Regions from separate parts of the Sus scrofa genome. Here regions 2, 3 and 4 are each linked to region 1. The links are chromatin contacts, called in public Hi-C and HiChIP or PLAC-seq maps. All regions are on one chromosome and are shown on one strand. The core of a region is the stretch at or near the end of the contact, and the rest is flanking DNA. Distances in the headings are between cores, read along the strand shown. Region 1 holds the start of RPL3 (ribosomal protein L3). Region 2 holds the start of APOBEC3B (apolipoprotein B mRNA editing enzyme, catalytic polypeptide-like 3F). Region 3 holds the start of MIEF1 (mitochondrial dynamics protein MID51). Region 4 holds the start of CBX7 (chromobox protein homolog 7).

What was found. A called contact is a pair of places that touch in the nucleus more often than the background predicts. HiChIP or PLAC-seq counts read pairs in DNA pulled down with a chosen protein or histone mark.
Region 2: an H3K27ac HiChIP or PLAC-seq map of skeletal muscle shows a contact between it and region 1, with 4 times the contacts expected there. The contact joins the promoter of APOBEC3B here to the promoter of RPL3 in region 1. A contact is called at or near these places in 1 of 47 Hi-C or Micro-C datasets (embryonic fibroblasts) and 2 of 2 datasets of contacts at active chromatin or transcription factors (alveolar macrophages and skeletal muscle).
Region 3: a contact with region 1 is called in an H3K27ac HiChIP or PLAC-seq map of alveolar macrophages. The contact joins the promoter of MIEF1 here to the promoter of RPL3 in region 1. A contact is called at or near these places in 3 of 5 promoter capture datasets (fetal liver, fetal skeletal muscle and liver), 9 of 47 Hi-C or Micro-C datasets (embryonic fibroblasts, epiblast stem cells, fetal skeletal muscle and 4 more) and 2 of 2 datasets of contacts at active chromatin or transcription factors (alveolar macrophages and skeletal muscle).
Region 4: a Hi-C map of fetal skeletal muscle shows a contact between it and region 1, with 4 times the contacts expected there. The contact joins the promoter of CBX7 here to the promoter of RPL3 in region 1. A contact is called at or near these places in 4 of 5 promoter capture datasets (fetal liver, fetal skeletal muscle, liver and 1 more), 36 of 47 Hi-C or Micro-C datasets (adipose tissue, alveolar macrophages, blood and 18 more) and 2 of 2 datasets of contacts at active chromatin or transcription factors (alveolar macrophages and skeletal muscle).

Annotation. Positions count from the first base shown.
Region 1 is chr5:8,920,095-8,925,329 of Sscrofa11.1, forward strand. It overlaps RPL3 (ribosomal protein L3), which reads left to right and starts at 2,603. Exons shown (of 10, transcript NM_001244063.1): 1 at 2,603-2,659; 2 at 3,613-3,805; 3 at 5,157-5,235. The coding sequence starts at 2,657.
Region 2 is chr5:9,113,598-9,118,832 of Sscrofa11.1, forward strand. APOBEC3B (apolipoprotein B mRNA editing enzyme, catalytic polypeptide-like 3F) reads right to left here and starts at 2,368. Exons shown (of 8, transcript NM_001097446.1): 1 at 2,220-2,368; 2 at 1-80. The coding sequence starts at 2,299.
Region 3 is chr5:8,760,040-8,765,274 of Sscrofa11.1, forward strand. It overlaps MIEF1 (mitochondrial dynamics protein MID51), which reads right to left and starts at 2,048. Exons shown (of 6, transcript XM_001929366.6): 1 at 1,857-2,048; 2 at 1-102.
Region 4 is chr5:9,067,742-9,072,976 of Sscrofa11.1, forward strand. CBX7 (chromobox protein homolog 7) reads left to right here and starts at 2,571. Exons shown (of 6, transcript XM_013997510.2): 1 at 2,571-2,862. The coding sequence starts at 2,794.

The DNA.
Region 1 (5,235 bases), core at 1,353-3,852:
GCTGTGGCTGTGGCTTGGGCTGGCAGCTGCAGGTCTGATTCGACTCCTGGCCTGGGAACTTCCGCACCTTCAGCCCTAAAAAAAGAAAAAAAAAAAAAAAAAAAGAATTTCTTACTGAATGAGTGACTTAGGATCCCCAAGTTCCTTTTCCAGTGAAGGGGCTACTGAACCCTGAGTCTGATGTTATGAAAACCCAACCTAGAGCCAGTCAGATTTAACCTCTGGCCTTCATTATTTGTATAAATTTTGCCAAATTATTTCCTCTTGGCCTGAAACTTAGTTTTTTCTGTAAGAGGCGACAGTAGGCCTATACTATAATCCCTTGTCTGCAATTCTAAAATGAAAAAAACTTTTTAAACAAAATTTAAGTATAGTTGATTTACAATGTTGTGTTAGTTTCTGGTGTAGACCAAAATATGTTTGTTTTCATATTCTTTTCCATTATGGTTTATTACAGGATATTAGATATGGTTCCCTATGCAAAACAGTAGGACCTCATTTTTTTTTTTCAGTAGGACCTTATTTATCTATTTCATATGTAGTAGTTTGTATCTGCTGATCCCCCCTAATATATGCCTCCCCTACCTCCTTTGCTTAGTAACCATAATTTGTTTTCTATGTCTGTGAGGCTGTTTCTGTTTTGTAAATAAGGTCATTTGTATCATGTTTTAGATTCCTCGCACGTATTTGTCTTCCTCTTTCTGACTTACCTCACTTAGAATGCTAATCTCTAGGTTCATCCATGTTGCTGTAAATGGCATCTCTCTCTCTCACACACACACACACACACACACCCCTTGTCATTTGGTGGCAAGAACCAAACCAACCTGAACTTGTTTGGCAGCTAAATTAGCCTTGAACTGTGAAGCTATTTATATTTAATCCCACTCCATGTGAATATTCATGTTTCTTCACAGAATTAATGAGCGTGTTTCATTAACGGGTTTAGGGAGGATTACATAATGTACAGTCTGTGCACCATATTGCAAGATATTATCTAAAACATGAAAAATGCTGAACTTGGAAACACATCTGGTCCCACAGATTTCCAATAAGGGGCTACAGCTGCCAGCCTGTGCCACAGCCACAACAATGCCGGCTAAGCGGCCTCTGAGAACTTCACCACAGCTCACAGCACAGCTCCTCAGCAATTTGGGTTCTTTAACCCACCAAGCAAAGCCAGGGATTGAACCTGCATCCTCATGGATGTTAGTTGGGTTCATTCCCACTGAGCCACAATGGGAAGTTTTTGTTGTTGTTGTTTTTCACAACAATGTGAGCCATGGCCAGGCCCAGAGTAAAAGAACACAAAGGGGTGCGATGGAGGTGGAAGGTGATACAAGAAAAGTGTGTGTGTGTTCGCGCCCGGCAGCCAAGAAGCTTGAGTAGCTAGTTAGGTCAGATTCTTGGGTGGCAGGCTCAGGAGTTAAGGTTTAATCCCAGGGAAACAGGGACGGGTGGGGGTGGGGTAGGGCACGGGAACTAACAAGATGAGATTTGATTCTTAGAAAGATGTGGCGGGGCAAGCTTGGAAGAGGGGAGAGCAGCTAGGAGCCTCCTAGGTGACCCTGAGCCTAGGCAAAGGTCACCGAGGACCCCCTTCACACAGAGGGTCGGGGAGGCTGGCAGGGTCAGGCTCGTGAAGCCAGGCAGCTGGACCCAGGACCCCAGGTCGTGAGGTGGTTTCGCCGCCTCAGACCTTCAGAACCGAGCGGGGGCTCCCGCACCCAATACTTGATGGAAGGGCGGAGATAAGGTTTGAGGGACGGGGGCTAGAAATCAGGACGTATTATAAAAGGCAAGTTATTTTAAAATAGTTGCTATGAATGTGTGAATTTAAATTTCTGAATTAAAATGACGTTATTACAAGCGGAGTTAAAAAAATGAAAAAATAAAAGGCAAGTTAGTGTCAGGAAGCGGCTCAAAATAGCAACAACGCCGATCCACTGTGTGGGATGGATATGGGACACCATGGGTGAAAGCTTTTTTCCTGAAGTTTTCCTTCCCTTCCTTTCTTCCTCCCTCTCTTCCATTTCTTTCTTGTCTTTTTGGAGTTTTTTGAAAACGCTTTGGAACTGAAGCCCCAACAGGGTTACTGAATTCCAGAAGTTGCTGCGTTTTAATTTACCTATTTTGGCCGCACTCGCGGCACGTGGAAGCTCCCTAGCAAGGGATCGAACCAACGCCGCAACTGGGTCCTGTGCCACAGCTACGGCGACGGCAAATCCTTAACCCACTGCACCCCAAGGGAACATCCAGAGGTGACTGCGTTTTATAGGAAAAGCAGCGCCGTAGCTGTTGTTCTTCACCGTAATAGGGCGTTTCATGAAGTCTGACTGCAGCAGGACTGCTTGGGGTTGTTCCATTCCAATTCTCAGCGGGCGACCCCAAGGCTTTCCCTAAGTTGGAAGCCAGCCGCTCGCCGTAGAGATTCTAGCTGCCCTAAGAAGCTGACGTCAAGGTCGAGACGAACACAAGGCTTACGTAGCTTACGTAACTTACGAGCTTACGTAGAAACGGCGCCCAGTACCAGCCCCGTGACCTGACGTCGGCCGCGGGCGCGCGCTCGCACGCCGGAAGGGGCGGAGCCAGTCTGGGATTTATATATCGCACGCCTAGACCAGCCCGACCTCTATCGGCAGCTTCCGACCGCGGGATGGTATGTGTTGTTATGGCGGATTCTTCCTTGTCCGCCAGGGTGGCATGGCTGAATCTGCGGCACATCGCCGCCATCTCGGCTCGCCTGGCGCCGGGGGCCAGTTTTAGGAGGCCAGGGCACTCTGCGGAATCCGCAGTCAGGTCTATTTTCTGAAAACATGCTAGGCCTGAGGTTGATTTGCTGCCTGCCGAGCGGCTGGCGAGAGGCCTTGCCACAGGAGCTGGCCTGGGGGTTCTGGGCCGATAATCCTCAAGCCATGGACTATTTCTGGGTCTCAGCTTAAGCGTGCAAGATTGGAATCACGAACACTTTGTCTGGCAGGACTCCGGGAGGATTTGGCACTGTTAAAGTGGGAGGTGCAAGCAGGCGGGAGGGAACTTTGGGGGAATGGTTCCTGGGCCTCTGAAATGACTGGGACGGTTGGTGCCACTCTTTGGGCCTCTAGACTTCTCAGAAACCACAGATGATGAACTTATTGACGGGCGGACAGAAACTGTGTGCTGATTGTCATGTTCTGATTTGGCTCTGCCGAGTTCTAGTGGTCCCTGCTTAACCGGCTTAGCTCCCTCTTGGGAGCAGGAGGAACCACGACCCAGCCATTTGACCAGAAGACCCTATTGTAATCAGAGCCTGACATGCACATACGGCTCCTGGTTAAGTTATGAAGTTTAGTGCCAGTACCGGTGTACTTTGGTTCTCTTTAGAGGAAAATGTGGGTGGCACGGCAAGTTACAAGGTGAGGGTTTGAGGTTAGTGATAGGCTCCGGTTTGGCTGAATCATGATCTTTGGGTGTGTGATCCGCGCCATCCCGTCCCCAAAACAAACCTTGATGCAGCATGTAGTTCTGGGTTTGCTGGTCTGGATTCAGCCTTGCTGAGAATCCTCTTAGAATCCAGGCAGCTGGGAAGAAGTGAGCTACTTAAGGTGCTGACTTGGTGGTTTTTTTTCCTAGTCTCACAGGAAGTTCTCCGCTCCCAGGCACGGGTCCCTGGGCTTCCTGCCTCGGAAGCGTAGCAGCCGGCACCGCGGGAAGGTGAAGAGTTTCCCCAAGGATGACTCTTCCAAGCCCGTGCACCTCACCGCCTTCCTTGGCTACAAGGCTGGCATGACCCACATTGTGAGGGAGGTCGATAGGCCTGGGTCCAGTAAGTACACACTACGTCCTCCTAGTTGGGATTGGACTAGGTGGGGCCAAGCTGTCGGAACGGGGCAGGCTTTGGAGAGAGGGGAAACTGGATAATGGGATGGAAATGACATACCTTAGGACCGGTCAAAGCTGCGGGGTACGGATGGCTGGCCCTGCTTGCTTTGGGCAGAGGGACATAAGGGAAGGGTGATGAGTAAGAGCTACAGTGCAGAGAAATACATACGCTGTTTTAGGATATTGTCACTGCCAAGGGTCAAATAAAAACCACACGGTTTTTTAGTGGCAGCACTGGACTGTGAGCCTTACGTGAGCACTACTTGTGTTCTGGGTTGTGAAACTCGAAGCCAAAAGTCACTAGGAGTTTCTGTATAGTTAAGGATGTGGTGTTAACTGCAGCAGGTGGGGGGTAGCTGCTTTGGTGAGGGTTTGATCCCTGGATGGCTAACTCCCACGTGGCCCCAGGCCGGGCCGAAAAATTCACAGAAAACAGCAGTGACTATTGAATGGCAGTAGATGTGAGGCAGTCAGAACTGTCAGATTTAAGCTCAGGCCGCCAGTATGCTTAGTATTCTTGGTATTACCTAGGTAGTAAGGCATTTGCTTGGGATGGTTATGATGGACCAGAACTGAATGGCTGATGAGGGTGTAGGGTTTTTTTTGGTGGGGGGTTTTGTTTTTGTGTTTTGGGTGTGTGTGTTTTTTGGTTTTTAGGGTTGCGGCTACGGTGTGTGGAAGTTCCCAGGCTAGGGGTTGAATTGCAGCTGTGGCCTACGCCAGGGCCACAGCAACGCTGGGTCCGAAACACATCGACCTACATCAAAGCTCGCGGCAACACCAGATCCTTAATCTACTGAGCAAGGCCGGGGATCAAACCCAAATCCTCATGGATACTTAATCAGCTAAGCCACAATGGGAACTCCAAGGATGGAGTTTCTGTTGCCAGCAGAGGGCACTATGTTATTAATGAGCAGTTTAAAGGAAATCATTACACATTATAGTGCCATTGGTTGAAGGAATTGGTGAGTCCACATTTTCAGGCACCTAACTGAATAGTGCTGATGCCTGAAGCATGTAGAAATTCCTGGGCCATGGATCAACGCTGGATCCTTAACCCACTGAGCCGCCAGGAAACAGTCCAGTTATTTTTGATGAGCTGAAAATTTGTGCAGTCTAAGAGGTCAGTAGGATAGTCCTGGGAGTTGAGACTGCTGCTGCGGGCTTAGACACACTCCCTGTTATCTGAAGCAACCTGTCTTGCTGGCCAGGATGGGCTCTTGACAATTTTCTGCAAAACTCTAACCCCTACTGCTGGGGACTTGAGTGAGCCTGACGACCTGCTTGCTTTGCAGAGGTGAACAAGAAGGAAGTTGTGGAGGCTGTGACTATTGTGGAGACGCCACCCATGGTGATTGTGGGCATCGTGGGCTA
Region 2 (5,235 bases), core at 1,118-3,617, 190 kb after region 1:
GCCCAGAGGCAAAGCGCAGGTTGCGAAAGTGGAAGGAGAAGGTTCGGGGAGATAACTCATGGAACCACTCCTCTGGGTTCCTGGGACCAAAAGAGAGAAAAGGGGAAAAGCAGAGATGGTTGCCTGGGGTTACTCCCAGCTGAGCCCTCTGAGCACAGCCGCCAGGACCAAAACCCCCACTTTGGCCTTGAGAATTCCCTGCTGGAAGACTTTCCAGGCAGGGAGAGGGAGCGGAGAGGGTGCTGGGACAACGGGGTGGGTGACTTCTCCCACAGGGGCCCAGACTGCTCCTTCCCAGAGCCCTCCCACCTCCACTCCAGTTTGCCTGCCTACCCATCCCCCCAACCCACTAGAAAAAATATCTAAGAGTAATAAAACCTCTCCACTCCAAAATCACAAGAGCCTTCAATATTGCAGTTCCATTCACTTCTGACTTTTCACTTGTGCATATTTGTTTTGTTTTTTGTTTGTGGTTTTTTTTTTTTTTGTCTTTTGCCATTTCTAAGGCCACACCTGTGGCATATGGAGGTTCCCAGGCTAGGGGTCTAATCAGAGCTGCAGCCACCGGGCCTATGCCAGAGCCACAGCAACGCCAGATCCGAGATGCGTCTGCAACCTACACCACAGCTCATGGCAATGCCGGATCCTTAACCTCCCTGAGCGAGGCCAGGGATCAAACCCGCAAACTCATGGTTCCTAGTTGGATTTGCTTCCACTGTGCCACAACGGGAACTCTTTTTTTAGTTTTTGTTTGTTTGTTTGTTTTGTTGGCTTTTTTTTTTTTTTACTTGTGCATATATTTTTTAATTAATTAATTAATTATTTATTTCTCTTTTTTGGCCACCCTGTAGCATATGGAGTCCCAGGCCAGAGATCAGATCCCAGCCACAGTTGCAACCTAAGTCACCACCATGGCAATGCTGGATCCTTAACCCAGTGTGCCAGGTAACTGGGGATTGAACCTGCGTCCCAGCGCTCCCAAGACACTGTCAATTCCCTTGTGCCACAGTGGGAACTCCTTGGGTTTTTTTTGTTTTTCTGGTTTTTTTTTTTAATGTCAGCTTAACACCTACATTCACAGGCTCCGGCTAGTGTCCCAAGTGTTTGTATCTGAACTATCTCCTCCTCCCCAAATCCTGCGGGAGCCATGCCCACTTTATAGAGGAGGAAACAGCAACACAGAGAGGCAAGGAGCCTGCCCTTCTCTAAGAGCAGTAAATGATGGACCTGGGTCCCCTGACAGGGCAAGGCCATTTCCAGGTTTTCCATGATGTGACCTTGCAGCTGTGGACAGCCTTGGAGGTGGTTTTCTTTCTCAATTTTTTTTTTTTCTTTTCTTTTTAGGGTTGCTCCTGTGATACATGGAGGTTCCCAGGCTAGGGGTCGAATCGGAGCTATAGCTGCCGGCCTACACCACAGCCACAGCAACAGGGCTCTGAGCCACATCTGCGACCCACACCACAGCTCACGGTGATGCCAGATCCTTAACCCACTGAGTGAGGCCAGGGATCAAACCTGCATCCTCATGGATACTAGTTGGGTTCACAACCCGCTGAGTCGCAATGGGAACTCCCTCCTACTTAATTTTAAAACAGAGGGGTTTCTCCCCATCTTTCCTCCAAGTTCCCCATTCATGGTTTGGTTATAAACCTGAAGCGTGGTCACCTAGGTTGGGCCAGATTTGTGAAGAGTCGGCATTTATTTTGCTGCTCACTGTGGAGATATTCTTGGAAGACATGATTTATCTTCTTGCCTCAGAGAACTAGTCTCTCTGTTTAAATGCTACAGAAGATCCATCAAAGTGCTTTGAACAAAATTCACCCACGGCTTCCATCCTCCCTTAGCCAAATTCTAAGCATTAAGACAGCACAGATATTTCCGACCAATAGGGGGTGCAGACCCCCAGAGGCAGGGAGGGGACCATCCAGCCCCACAGACAGACTTTCAGACCGAGGGCAGGGCAGGAGGACCCTCGGGGCTGGGTGGAGGTGTAGGAGGGGCCAGTTTGGAAGCCAGAGTGGGGGCACCCTCCCCCCCCCAGAAGAGGGCAAAGACCCCAGAAGGGAGTGGGCCCTGCAGAGAAGGAGCCCAGAGAGGGAACGGAAAGAGGCTGGGAATGCCGGGGCTCTGGGGATGAGGAGGCCGAGGACAGAGGCACAGCCCTAGAAAGGGCTGCAGAGAGGGGGGCCTCGTGGGACAGCGTGGGCGGGTGGCGGTACCTGATCCTGGGCCTCTGGCCGTAGCCTCCTCGGCTGGCTGGTCCCGGCCCTGGCCATTGTCTCAGGCGCTGAGGATCCATTTCCTCCCCCAGGGCTCCAGTGTAGGAAGAGCCCCTTATCTGAGAGTGACCTCCCAGGCCGTCTCAGCGGAGGCCCCACCTCCTTCCTGCTTTGGCACCAGGGGTGGGAGGGCCCCAGGGTGGTTTGCTTCCTCAGGCTCAGACCCACCTTCTCTTGGGCCCTCCCTCTTGGCAGAGCTCAGCCTCTGATGCAGCCGGGGCCCCTCCGAGCAGCAGGACCCAATGTTACACAAAGGGAAAGAGAAAGTAAAGATGCCAGAGGAAGAGGGGAGGATGGACAGCCCCTGGCTGCAAAGAGCGGGGGACAGAGGCTGGCTCCCACTGGCAGTGGGGCAGGCTGGAGCCCTCTCAGCACCCCCACCTCCTGCGCCCAGCCCAAATCTGCACCCAATTCTTTGCTCTGTACCTGCCTGTTGAATGAATGGAGGTGATGAGAAAGCGTGGACCCCGGGGTCAGGACGCCTCGCTTTCTCCTGGCACAGCCGGAAGTAAGGGGGCAGATGTGCTTTGCATTCTTACTTCTGCGCTTGGTCCTCTGCAAGAGTCCCCACAGCCTTCCTGGGGCAGAGAGGGTGTGCTTGCCAGAAGGTTCTCTTTACAAGGACACTCTTCCCCCATGGAGGGCGGAGGGTCTCAGCCTCATGACCTCATCTAAACCTGACCCTCTGAGGCCGAATAATAATTCAGGTCGTTCGTGTAGGAACGTGGGCTTCGATATATTCCCTGACGGATGGCCATGGTTTAAGATTTGTAAAAACTCAGCAAGACAAACGGGCCTTGCTTGTTGGAAGATTAACTCTTGAAAGTTTGCTCTACATCAAGATGGGAAGTAACCCCTGACCTATACCTTTGACGGTCAGCAAAAGAGTGTGATGAGTGGTGACTCCGAGTCTAGGGGAAAGAAGAGCAAAAGCAACCACAACACTTACATGGCAAGTGCACCTCTAAGATCCCTATTGGACATAGGACGGATGTAGGTAAACTGGGCAAGGCCAAGGGGCAAAAGAGCTGATATCTGGCCCCCACGTTGGTACCTACCCCCGTCCTTAAGAAATGAAAACCTCCATAGAATGAAAGAAAGGGGGACTCTTCCTCCCCTTCCCAGTGTCTGTGCTGGGAGCTATTTGCTTTCTTGTAATAAAGACTTTTGCTTGCTTACTGCCCTGTATGTTCGTGAAGTTCATTCTTCGGCTCCATGAATAGGAACTTGGATTCCGGCAACATCTTTCCGGTAAAAATCCCAGATGCCTCCCCTTCAAATTCCGTTACCCTGGGGGTTAGGGCTATAACAGAGGAGAACAAACCTGACTCCATACTGGCTCTGTTTCCTTTAGTGCTTACCCTTGCTGTCGGTTGCCTGTACCTAGTCATGCTGGCTCTGCCCCTTTGTCAAAGAACATTGCCTGGAGCCTGAAACAGGTGTGATAGCCCCTTCTCCAGCTGCTGACCTTTCAAGGTACACTTTTCCATTCATATAGAGAGAAAAAGTTGCAGAACAGACAATAGCAATTGTCTTGCTGGAGGCTTATCACGAGGTCTGTGACCAGACCTACTTGGAACAGCTTCAAGAACAAAGGGTTCCTGCAAACCAGCCACACACACACACACCCCCTTGTGGTATAGAAGAAACCTGAATTCTGTCTACCTCGGGTAAGATAGTTCTTTGAGACATGAGTCCAGCATCATCTTGGTGTTCTGCCTTTCTAAGTGGAGTCACTCTTCCCCGCCTCAGCAGCTCTTGATGTATTATCTCTCGGTCTACTGACCTGTCGTGTGGAGAGCAGTACGAACTTGGACTAGGTAACGGGGCTTCAACATAAAAATGTGCATACAAATGTTCTTTGTGCACAATGGGTGCAGACGTTTAGCCCACAGCTGCCCGTGAGTCACAGGGCCCGTCCCGGACAATGATGATTTATTTCTGTTCTCTGTAGGCTGGGTGCTGCCTTCCACCCAGAGCTGAAGCTGCAGGGTCTGCCCCTGCCTTCCCATTGTGTCCCCTGCTACCTCATAGGAGGCCCAGAACGTGAGCTGTTTCAGCAGGGCCGTTGCTGCCCTTGGCAGGACCCAGATCTCCTCGTGGGAATGAAATGCCATGCTTGGCACTCATGGCCAAGTTGCTTTCCAAAGATCTTGTGCCAACAAACACCTCTGAGAGCCGTCGAAAGTGTTACCATCTGCCATATCCTCACCAGTACTGGTTTTACAAGACCTCTGGTTTTTCCCAACCTGATGGAACATGAAAAGCTATCCATGGAGGTTTTATTGTATATTTTCCTCATTTCTTTTCTTTTCTTTTTTTTTTTCTATTTCTTGGGCCACTCCCGCGGCATATGGAGGTTCCCAGGCTAGGGGTCCAATCGGAGCTGTAGCCACCAGCCTACACCACAGCCACAGCAACACGGGATCCGAGCTGCGTCTGCAACCTACACCACAGCTCACGGCAACGCCAGATCCTTAACCCACTGAGCAAGGGCAGGGACCGAACCCGCAACCTCATGGTTCCTAGTCGGATTCATTAACCACTGCGCCATGACGGGAACTCCCTATTTTCCTCATTTCTAATGAGACCAAGTGTCTCTTCATCTTTTTCTGTCCCTTCTTTTTCCACTGTACAGAATTCTTGGCTGTATTCTTTGTACATTTTTCTAGTAGACGTTTGTCTTTCCTTATTCCTTTATAAGACTATTTAGATATGGGAGTTTCCTGGTGGCTCACTGGGTTAAGGGTCCAGCATTGTTGCTGCTACAGCATGAGTTCAATCCCTGTCCTAGGGACTGCTGCATGCCATGGGCGGGGCCCCCAAATTTTAGACAGTCTGTGCAACAATCCTTTGTCAGTTATATACATCACAAGGACTCGCTTCCAATCTGTGACTAGGCTCTTAGTTTATAAAGTCTTTCCATATGTAGATGTTTTCATTTTTAATGTTTTCA
Region 3 (5,235 bases), core at 798-3,297, 160 kb before region 1:
TAGCGAAGCTGCCGGCCCTGGCGCAGCAGAGCCCGGTAGAGACTCAGCACCGCCTCTCGGCTCCATGAGGCCATGGGGGACTGACAGGGGCTGGGCGTCAGGCTGTAAGCGAAAGGGAAGGAACAGAAGCCTAGAATCAGAATTCATGACAGAAGGGCCCACAGAGACTGATACAGCAGTTCTTCCTCTCGGTCTCAGAGACACCCCACCTCACCCTGCCAAGGTCACGCTATGACTTGGTGGCAGGGATGGGACCAGATCCTAGCCTGCTGACCCTGCTCCTGGGAAACTACAGGTTATGCAGAAAGACCAGGGCTTGGCTCTTGGCTATGCCACTTACTTGCCACGACTTCGAGCAAAGTACATGACTTCCAGCAAAGTACATAACGAGCATCAGGTTCCTCGTTTGCAAAAACATTGATAATGCTATCTAGGTTTATATGTTGCTATATAGTACTTATCACAAAGGGTTATTTTAACAATTGCCTGAGATATTGTTCGCAAAGCACCTGCAATAGAACCTTACCCTAAGGGGGCGTCTAGGTGGGTTGAAGCTAAGGGCTCTCAGTCATAACTGAATCCTAGCACCACCACTTATGAGCCGATGACCTTTGGCAAGTTCCTTCACCTCTCTGTACTTACCTTAGTTCCTTATGTGTAAAAGGAGGATTAAAATTGTATTTTCCACATGGCCGGTAAGAGGATGAAATGAGTGAATGTATGTGAATGTGGTTAGAACAGCATTTGGCATCTACTAAGCAGTCTATCAGGGACAGCTATTATTAGGGTTACCTACTCTCATCTGTATTCAATGGAGCTACACATAAACTGTCACAGTCAGTCCTTACACAACAGCAGGGGGTTATCATTTGTAAAGTGCTTTGTCATCCCTTATCACATGTAAGTTGAGGAACTTACAAACTGGTCCGGGTTCACGTCAAGCTTTAACACTTACTGTTTACTAGATATCATGCGAGGGCTAAGCAGGTCCCACGTGACAACTCATCCCGTTCTAACACACCACCAGTGTCATCGGTATCCCCATTTTAAGTAGAGAAAACTGATGCTCCCAGAGGGAAGTAACTTGCCCACAGGCACACAGCTGTAAAGAGGGGGTGCACGCGTGTCCCCAATTCTGCCTGCCTCTGTAATGACAGCTACTACCATTGGCTAGGAGCTTACCAAGTGCACAGCACTTCTAGGTGTTCTACAAACTTTCCCAGCACAGGGCCTGGCACATACTAAAGAGGGAACCCTCAAAACGTCCTTCTGTGGAAAAAAATGATGATGACCCTTGTTTCTGAAATACAGAAACGAGAAGGAGTGGGGGAAACATTTGGTAAAAACGTCTGGACTTTGGGCCCCAAACCAGCTAGCCATCAGCCTCCGGCCTAGTGCTAGCAGCCATCCCCGTCCCTTTTTCCTCAACTGCAGAAGAGCACCCCTCAGCCCCCCTTAAGGGTCTCCCGCAGCAGGAGATAAGTCCAGAAATCAACAGGAAAAGTGCTTTATGAAGTAGGAAGCGACTGTCACGCCAGAGCTGTTACTACAAGGTCGAGCGGCGAGTGGGCGGCTGGGCCCCGGCGGGTCCCCAGTTTCTTCCCCGACCCCGCCTTCGCACCGAGCCGAAGAGGGAAGACCCCGAGGCTGGGGCAGGCCGGCTCAGGCCCCCCCGGGAGGGCTCCGGAGGCTGGGGCGGGGCCAACGAGAGGCCTCAGGGGGAAAGCCCGGCAGGCTAGGGCCAGACCCCCGGCGGCCAGGTCGGTAGCCAGGGCCGGATAGGGAGCACCGGCCGCGGCCCTGAGAGGAAAGGCGGCGAGCCCCCAGCCCTGGCCCTCACTCCTCCCCTCACTTACCTGCGGGCCGCGCGCGCGCTACCACTCCTCGAGTCTCGCCTCTCGCCCGGTACCTCTCCTGGGGTCACCCGCCAACATGGCCCCTTCACTTCCGGGACACGACCTTGCGCACGGAGCTGAGGGGAGGGATCGAAGAGAGCCTGGAGGCAGGGGGAGGCGGGAGGACTTCCGGTTTCCCCCGCCTAGGCCTCTCTCGGGGCGGGGCCAGAGCCACGTCGGGCCACGCCCCCTAGCTCGGCTCCGCCCACAAGCTTGAGTCCCGCCTCCGTACGTGACAACACAGAGGGTCCGGCCTGCTGAGGGCCTCGCCTACGCGGCGGTCCCAGGCGTCGTCGTCCCGCGGAACAGAGCCAGGGAAAGCTGGGGGAGGCAGCTGGGCGGGGTAGTCACCCACCCTGCTGCCAGCACCGTGGTCTGTCCGGGGGGTCTGGCCAGGCCCCAGCACTGTCTGCCCATCTCGAGCTGGAACCATGAGGGCTCCTGGGGGACTTTTAACACTAACAGTATTCCCTATCGTGGCTTTCACAGCTCTTCCATTTTCTCAGATTGCCTTCTTTTCAACCCTCCATGCCGTTCCCGCTCCCCTGGCAAAGACCTACCTTTCAAGGACCACCTCAACTGTCCCCTGTTGAAGTCTTTTCCCGCCCCCTTTCTCATCCAACATTAATGTCTCCTTTGGGCTCCACGGAAATGTCTGCTGACCACCTAGGGCTTCACTCCTTAAGTTAACAAAACGTGTTATTGGCGCCTGTTATTTGCTAGGCACTGTTTTTTTAGTTTCTGTCTCACCAGATTTAAGGGCAGGAGCCATGTCCTTACGGAATCCCTAAACCCCCTTCCCCCCAGAGCCTAGTTCAGTGTCCGGCTGAGGAAGGATAGTCTAGGAGGGGAGGGGAACAGGCAGGCTTTGGAATCAAGCCCAGACAGCTCCAGTTCCAGTCCCAGTTCCACCACTTAAGGACAGCTGCCTGCCCTCTGGCAAGTTTCCTAACCCCTCCCAGCTTTTGTGTGGATTAAAAGGCATCTGGCAGGACAATTGCCCACCCTTCCATTCATTCTTGCATAAATCCTTGTTTTGCAAGCACTGCCACTGGCACTGCAGAGAATACATCAAGTCCTCAGATTCTGGTGGAGGCTGATGTCAGAGGAGGTGATAAGAACCGGGAGAAACTTGAGAAACTTACTGGATGAGAGGATGAAGGGAAAGGAGTTGCCTTTTTATGTGGAGTGTTGCCAGAAGGCCTGTCTGATAAGGGAACCTGGAGTAGGACCTGAGGGAGGAGCATTCCAGGTGTTGGCCCTCAGGTGGGCCCTTAGGCTCAGCTGTCCTAGGAGCAGAAGAGAGGGGACCAGTGCCAGGGGAGTAGAGTGAGTGAGCAAGAACTGGGGAAGACGCAGGACTGCAGGTCCTTTTCGGGGCAGGGGAGGGGAGACTATGCTGAGGCTGGAGCCACCAGAAGATTTGGAGCTAAGGAGGAACACGACCTGACCATTTGTTTATGGTGAAAAAATTATATTTCAAATTAGCCAGCTGGACTCAGTTTAGATGATCCCAATTTTTTTGGCACCACCCAAAGCATCACAGGCAGGGGCCAGTTAAACATATACCTTCTTCTCTTCATCAGACCCCATCAGGGTGTTGGCCTTGGCTATGCGATGTCATAAAAGCATCTTCCCAGCCTGTCTGACACATGTGTTGGTCGCCTTGACCTCCACAATGAACACAACTATGCTTCTTCTTTTTTTTTTTTTTTTTGTCCTTTTGCTATTTCTTTGGGCCGCTCCCTCGGCATATGGAGGTTCCCAGGCCAGGGGTCTAATTGGAGCTGTTGCTGCCGGTCTACGCCAGAGCCACAGCATGCGGGATTCGAGCTGCATCTACAACCTACACCACAGCTCACAGCAATGCTGGATCCTTAACCCACTGAGCGAGTCCAGGGATCGAACCCACAACCCCATGGTTCTTAGATTTGTTTCCGCTGCCCCACAACAGGAACTCCTGACCACTTCATTTCTGAGCATTAGGAAAGAGCCCATGCTCAGCCCCTGGAAGGTGTCCCCCTTCCTGCAACAAGAGGGCAGGTGCTTCTTCCTTAGTTTTGGTACCGTCTCCACGAAAAGGGCCCCTGACTTCTATTTTCACAGGATCGGTCTGGCTTGAGACAAACAGAACGGTGCCAGGGCTAGAGCAGAGAGACTGGGCAAGAGGTTGCCAAGCCCCAGGGGAGAGAGAACAGAGGCTCAGGCCAGGAGGTAGCCATGTGGAGGGGAGTGGTCAGATCCAGGAAGTATTAAGTGGTAGAACCACAGAATCTCCTGATGTGGGGGTGCGACTGAAGAGCCAACCACAGTCTCTAGGTCCTGCCTGAGCCATTGCTCTGCTGCCCCCCTCACCACCCACCAGCCTATCTTGGAGCATCTTCCAGGCTCTTCAAACTGCGAAAAGAAGGCAGTTTTCCAGGTGCCTAAGTTCACTTTGGTGAAGGAAGACTTCCCATGACATAAGGGGCCCCATCCATCCTGGGGATACTGTGAACCCCTGGAACCCCTGGTAGGAAAGGGAGAGGTCCAGATGGGGGCCTTGAAGAGGCTCCAGATTCAGGAGTAATAGTTGCCTGTGACACCTGGGATTTTAGGCATCATTCTTCCCAGAGCTGGCTTGGTGTGAAGGAAACACACTGAGATGGCACCAGCCCTTCTGATTCTGGGAAGATGATACTGGAATCCGGATTCTGGTTCACGGCCGTCAAAGAATGATCTCAGTGAACACACAGGCAGCAAGCAAGCAAAGTCTTTATTAAAGAAAAGAAAATAGCTCCCAGGGCTGCTGGGCGGGGGAAAGAGCCCCCTTCTTTATTGTCCTAGAGGGATTTTTATCTCTTAAAAGTGGGGAGGGGCCCCAACGTGGGGTCCAGAACGATGTGGTTTTTCTCCATTGGCCTTGCTCCACTGCCTGTATCCGTCCTTGTCCAATAGGGGGTCTTAGGGGTGGAAATGTCCTGTGTAAGTTTGTAAATTTTGTGGTTTCCTTGTCCTTTTCTTTCCTTAGATCAATCACCATTCTTCTCATTTCTTTTTATCCTTGAGTGGGCTAGAGACTCGCCAATAAACAAAGCCTGTGGGGAGAGCCCATTTCCTATAATAAAACAAGGCCTGTGGGGGCTTTGCTCCCTGGAGGCCTTAAGCCACAAAGGTTAATCAACATCCATATCCAAGAATGTATGGAGCCCATGCTCCTACACTAACTACCTGAATTAACATCCTGTGTCCCATACAGCTGCCTTTATTAAGCGCCTGTTGCATGCCAGACACAGAGCTGAGTACTTTACAAATGTCGTTTTAGGTCTCATCCCAACATCCCTGTCTGGTCAGCATGATG
Region 4 (5,235 bases), core at 1,321-3,820, 150 kb after region 1:
CGCATTGAAGACCACTAACTCCCCTTTAAGCTATGCTTTAGCTATATCCTACAATTTTTAATATGTAATATTCCATTCTAATTCAGTTAAAAATATTTTATAATTTCTATCCTGCTTTCTTCTTTGAGTCATCTGTTATTTAGAAACATACTTCTTAACTTCCAAACATGTGGGGCTTTTGAAGTCATCTTTTTGTTATCAATCTTTGGCTCATATGTGTGTGATCAGGGGATGTATACATGATTTCAGACTTGAGAAATGTCTTGAGATTTACTGTTTTTGTAAATATTTCACATGTCTTAAAAGGGAGAGTATTCTGCAGTTGTCGCCATGGTGGACTGTGAAAGTCCACTCGTCACTTTCTTTAACTATCCTTATTGAAATGATTTCTGCTTGTCCTACTAATTACAAGGGGATGTATTTTTAAATCTCCCATTATAATCATGGATTTGTCTATTTCTGTGCGTAGTTCTCTTTGTCATGTTTCTTATATTTTTAGACTGTGGTATTTGCATACAAATTCGAAGCTGTTCTTTCTCATCAAATGGTCCATTTTTATTATGAAGTGACTTGCTTTATCTCTAGGGATGTTTTTTCTGATACTAAAGAAACTGCGCCAACCTTCTTTTCATTAGCATTTGCATTATATATATATATACATATATATATATACGTATATTTTAAACCATGCATTTACTTTCACTCGTTCTGCTTGGGGACTGTCTCTTGTAAATTGCATGTAGTAGTTTTATCCAGTCTGATTATCTTTGTATTTTAACCACAACATTCTGTCCACTTGCACTTATTGAATTATAACACACTTGACTTTATATCTGTCATTTATTTGTCTCATCTGTCTTGTGTTTGTCTCTCCACTCTTGCTTGCTTTAGGATTTTCTCATTCTGTTTCCCTCCTCTAGTAATTTGGCTAAATATTTTACACGGCATTTCCATTCTTTGTGTTTGCCCTGGTAAGGACACTTTGCTAGGTGTCCAAGTCCATTTAATATCTATTTATCGAACTCAATCTTATCTCATCCAAGTCTATCTGAGATCCATTTTCATTTTTCTCCTGAAGAATGAAACGATCTTGGAACACTTTAATCCATTCAGCCAAGTTATATGTCATTGTTTTGTGTATTTTGATTCTATTTTTATCCAGAAGACATTGTTATCATGACATACTATCCATGTTCCTTATTGTTCTTTATTCCCTATTGCAGCAGACTTTTGTCTGTGATCATCTTCCTCCTGCCTGAAGTTCCTCCGTTGGAATTTCCTTTAGGGAGGGTCTCCTGGTGGCAAGGTCTTGGTTTTCGTATCTATGAATGTTATGATTACACTTTGTTCTAGAAAGATGTTTTCACTGGGTGCTTAAATTTTGAAATAAAATTTCACTGAATTTCGACGATGATGCTTATTTTCTGTCAGGGCTCTGAATATATCATTCTACCACCTTCCCACTGGCTTCCGCTGCTCCTGATAAAAAGTCAGTGTAAACCTATTTCTTTGTTTCCAGACAGAGGCGTTTTTTCCAGACAGAGGGCAACAGGGGGGCCACGGAAGGTTTCTAAGCACTCGGAGCACTCCGTCAGATCTGCACTTCAGAAAGCACCCTCTGGCACTGTGTGGACACGGGCGGCTCGGAGGGGTGGGCAGTGAGAAGGTTGCCCAGAGAACGGACATGGGGTGTGGAGGGGAGGAGATCAGAGAGGCGGGACTTGGGGTCATTGCAGCAGGAGTTGGGAATCAGAGAGGCAAGGATGACTAGGGTTCCGAGCTAGGATGAACGGTGGCGCCGTAGCGGAAACAGAGGGGAGGTGAGGATAAACGGTTCGTTCGGGACCTCCCGATGCATTCATTCCAGAAACAGTCGAACACCTACTTATGTGCCAAAAGCCAAAAGCATGTGACTGGGGACTCGTGGCTGCGTGGCACCAAATTCCGTCCCACTGTGCACCTTAGATCTGTCGCGGCTGCACCCGTCGCCAAGTATTGCCTCGAAGTAGCCGCCGCGTGGGATCCCGAAGCCTCAGCACAAGCACCGGCAGACCCGCTGACCGACAGAAGAATGGACAAGCGGGCGCCCGCTCAGGACTGGCCAAATCACGCCGCTCAGGAGCCGGTATCTAGAAAGACCACCGTGCGGAGAAGCCCCAACGCATTGGGAAACCTTGGCCGTCCCCGCCCTCCTGCCCCCCAAGGGTCCGTTTCGCGACCCCGCCTGTCGTTTGTGCGAGGTGGGGCACATGGTCTCCCCGCTCTGCCGGTGTCCTCATCTGCCCAACCCGGGCCATGCCGTTTCCGGCCCCTCAGAGTCACCGGGAGGATTTTAGGAAATGCGTCCGGGTAGTAAGAGCTCGGAGCCGAGCAGCGACTGCACCAAATAAGTCCCGCGAGCCCGCAGCTCCAGCGAGCGGCGCGGAGCCCGCAGGTCGGGCGGGGCGGAGCTCCAGTGGGGGCGGGGCGGGGCGGAGCCAGGAAGGAGGGAGGGAGGGAGGGGCGTGACCTGCCCAGCGCGAGCCGAGCCCCCGCCCCGCCCCCGCCCCCGCCCCGCGCGCTCGCTCGCTCGCTCGCGCGCGCCGAGGAAAACGTTGCGCAGGTTCAAAAATGGAACGTCGGCGGCGTGAGGGAGCGCGAGGGGGTGTGCGCGCGTGCGCGTGCGCGTGCGCGCCCGGGCGAGGGTGACGGGGTCCCCGCTGGCCCGAGCATCGCGCGCCGCAGACGCGGCCCCGCAGCTCCGCCCCCGGCCCGGCCCGGCCAGGCCCCGGGCCCGCTCGCCCGCCGCCCCACATGGAGCTGTCAGCCATCGGCGAGCAGGTGTTCGCCGTAGAGAGCATCCGGAAGAAGCGCGTGCGGAAGGTGAGGCTGCCCGGGGGCGGCTCCCAGGACCCCTGTGGGGTCCCCTCTTGTCCTCAGCACTGTCACCTTCAAGCTGGAGGCGACGGCGAAAGTGGGGCAGGGGTGCCCAGGCAGCTCCGCACTGCCGGGCTCCCATCCCCAACCCGTGCCTCAGTTTCCCCCGCTACCTTGTAGGGCTAGTAGTATAAAAGTTGTCACCCCAGGATGCTGGGGGCAGATAAGCTCGCCAGAGCTAGAAATTAGGATCAGACCGTAGGGATCCTGAATGTCATCCTTTCTCATCCTCCCCTCATTCTAAATATAGGGAAACTGAGGCCCAAATGAAGAAACGGCTTGCCTAGTGTGTTCGACGCAGATCGGGGTCTCGAACTCAGGACTCTGGACTCTTGGTGCCAAGTCCTTTGAAGTTGGAGGCGGAGCTTTGGAAAAAGCCGTCTCTTAGTCTCTGAAGTCTAACTGCTGGACTTCGACCTTTTCCGATTCCTTCCACACCCTCACCTCCGAGTCTCTCCCCTCTGCCAGTGCACGCCCCCGTCTTCCCCTCCCCAACTCGCAGCCCCGCCCGGCCAGGCCAGCCGGGCTCCGAGAAGCTGCCTACAGCGCTGGGGCATCCACGAAGCTCCTCCCCCTTCGCCTTCGCCTCCAAAACATACACCCTGCAATTTAAGGAGGCATCTCTTCCGCTGGGTTTGGTCCCTGTGCCTCAGGGCTGGACTTTGGCCGTGCACACGTTTGCAAAGTGATCCGGCCCCAGACTGGAGGCTGGGGACGAAGTGTTTGAGGAAAGTTCCTGTCCCCAGCACGCACCACCATCCTTTTGCCTTATCTCCTCTCCGCAGCCCCTTGGGAAATTCTAGCGGCAGGATAGGAAGAGGTCTTAAAGAGTTCATCTCCTTGTATTTGACCAAGGCACAGACTGAGGCCCGGGCTGGGGAAGTAGCCTGGTCAAGGTCACACAGCAAGTTAGAGATAAAAGTAGAGCCAGGAGCTCCAATTGGCTGATTGCCAACTCATCTTTGGAGAGAAAAAATCCAGTCCTGGCATCTTGGGCTAAGAGTGGCAGTCAAGGTGGGCCGTGACATTCTATTCTTGCCCCAACTGCAACGAGGCGGAGTTCTGTCTTCAAGTCCGGGCTGCCTCTCCTTCTCCCTTCCTCCAGAGTTTCCTCAATTTTAATCTGTTCCACAAAGCTCAGTGCTTTCCACGCAGTGAGGCCAGAGCAGGTACGGCAATTACCTGCTTACTTCTCCACGGCCCCTGGGGGTAATGCCATAGAGTGAGGAGCCTCATGCTTTAAGCCATTCATTCAAAATATATTCATTGAGGATCTGTTGTGTACCAGGCACCATTCTAAGCCCCGAGGAGAGCGCTCCTTCCCTGGAGGAGCTGGCAATCTGGCAGACAAGACACACAATGAAAGAGGAAATAAATATAGATGCTGTCCAACCCGGCTGTGTGCCACACAGAAAGAGAACTGTACGGTGAGAGGGAAGGTATTATGGTATTAGGAGGTGACCTGTCTTGGACCTAACATTCCGTGGTGGAGGGGCCGTCACCCATCGGTTGGGGTCAGACTTTTTTTTCTTTTTGCCATTTCTTGGGCTGCTTCCGCGGCATATGGAGGTTCCCGGGCTAGGGGTCTAATCAGAGCTGTAGCCGCCAGCCTACGCCAGAGCCACAGCAACGCGGGATCCGAGCCGCGTCTGCAGCCTACACCACAGCTCACGGCAACGCCGGATCGTTAACCCACTGAGCAAGGGCAGGGATTAAACCTGCAACCTCATGGTTCCTAGTCGGATTCGTTAACCACTGCGCCACGACGGGAACTCGTGGGGTCAGACTTTTAAAGGCCCCTGTCATCTATGAGAATGGGAGAAGCCTGGCTCTATTTTCATCTCTGGAGAGGTGATCACTCTTTCTCAAGGACTTTTTCAGCCTTCTCTGGGGGTTTTGCCTGAGTCTCTAGAGTTGAGAGTGAATTGAGCATCTTGGAGCACTGGACTGTCACCTCTGGGTCAGAGGCAGCCTCTCATTGGGATGGGGCTGACGGGGCTAGAGCCATGTGGGGCACCCCAGGGAGGAGTTTTCTAGGAATTGGAGAGTCTTCTGATCTAAAAAGGAAAGAGAATTGGAGTTCCTTCATGGCCCATAGGGTTAAGGATCTGCTTATGGCATGGCCAAAACTAAACAAAAAAAAAAAAAGGAAAGAGAATTATGGACTCAGCATGGGGGCGCTGGACACTGGATCTTTGGCTGTGCACATCCCCACGTGGTCTCAGTTTCCCCACATGTGATGTGAGCTCCAAGCTTCTGCCCCAGAAGCCCAGGAGGTCTCTGGGACCCAGGGTATCCCTGTGCTCTAGCAGGGAGGAT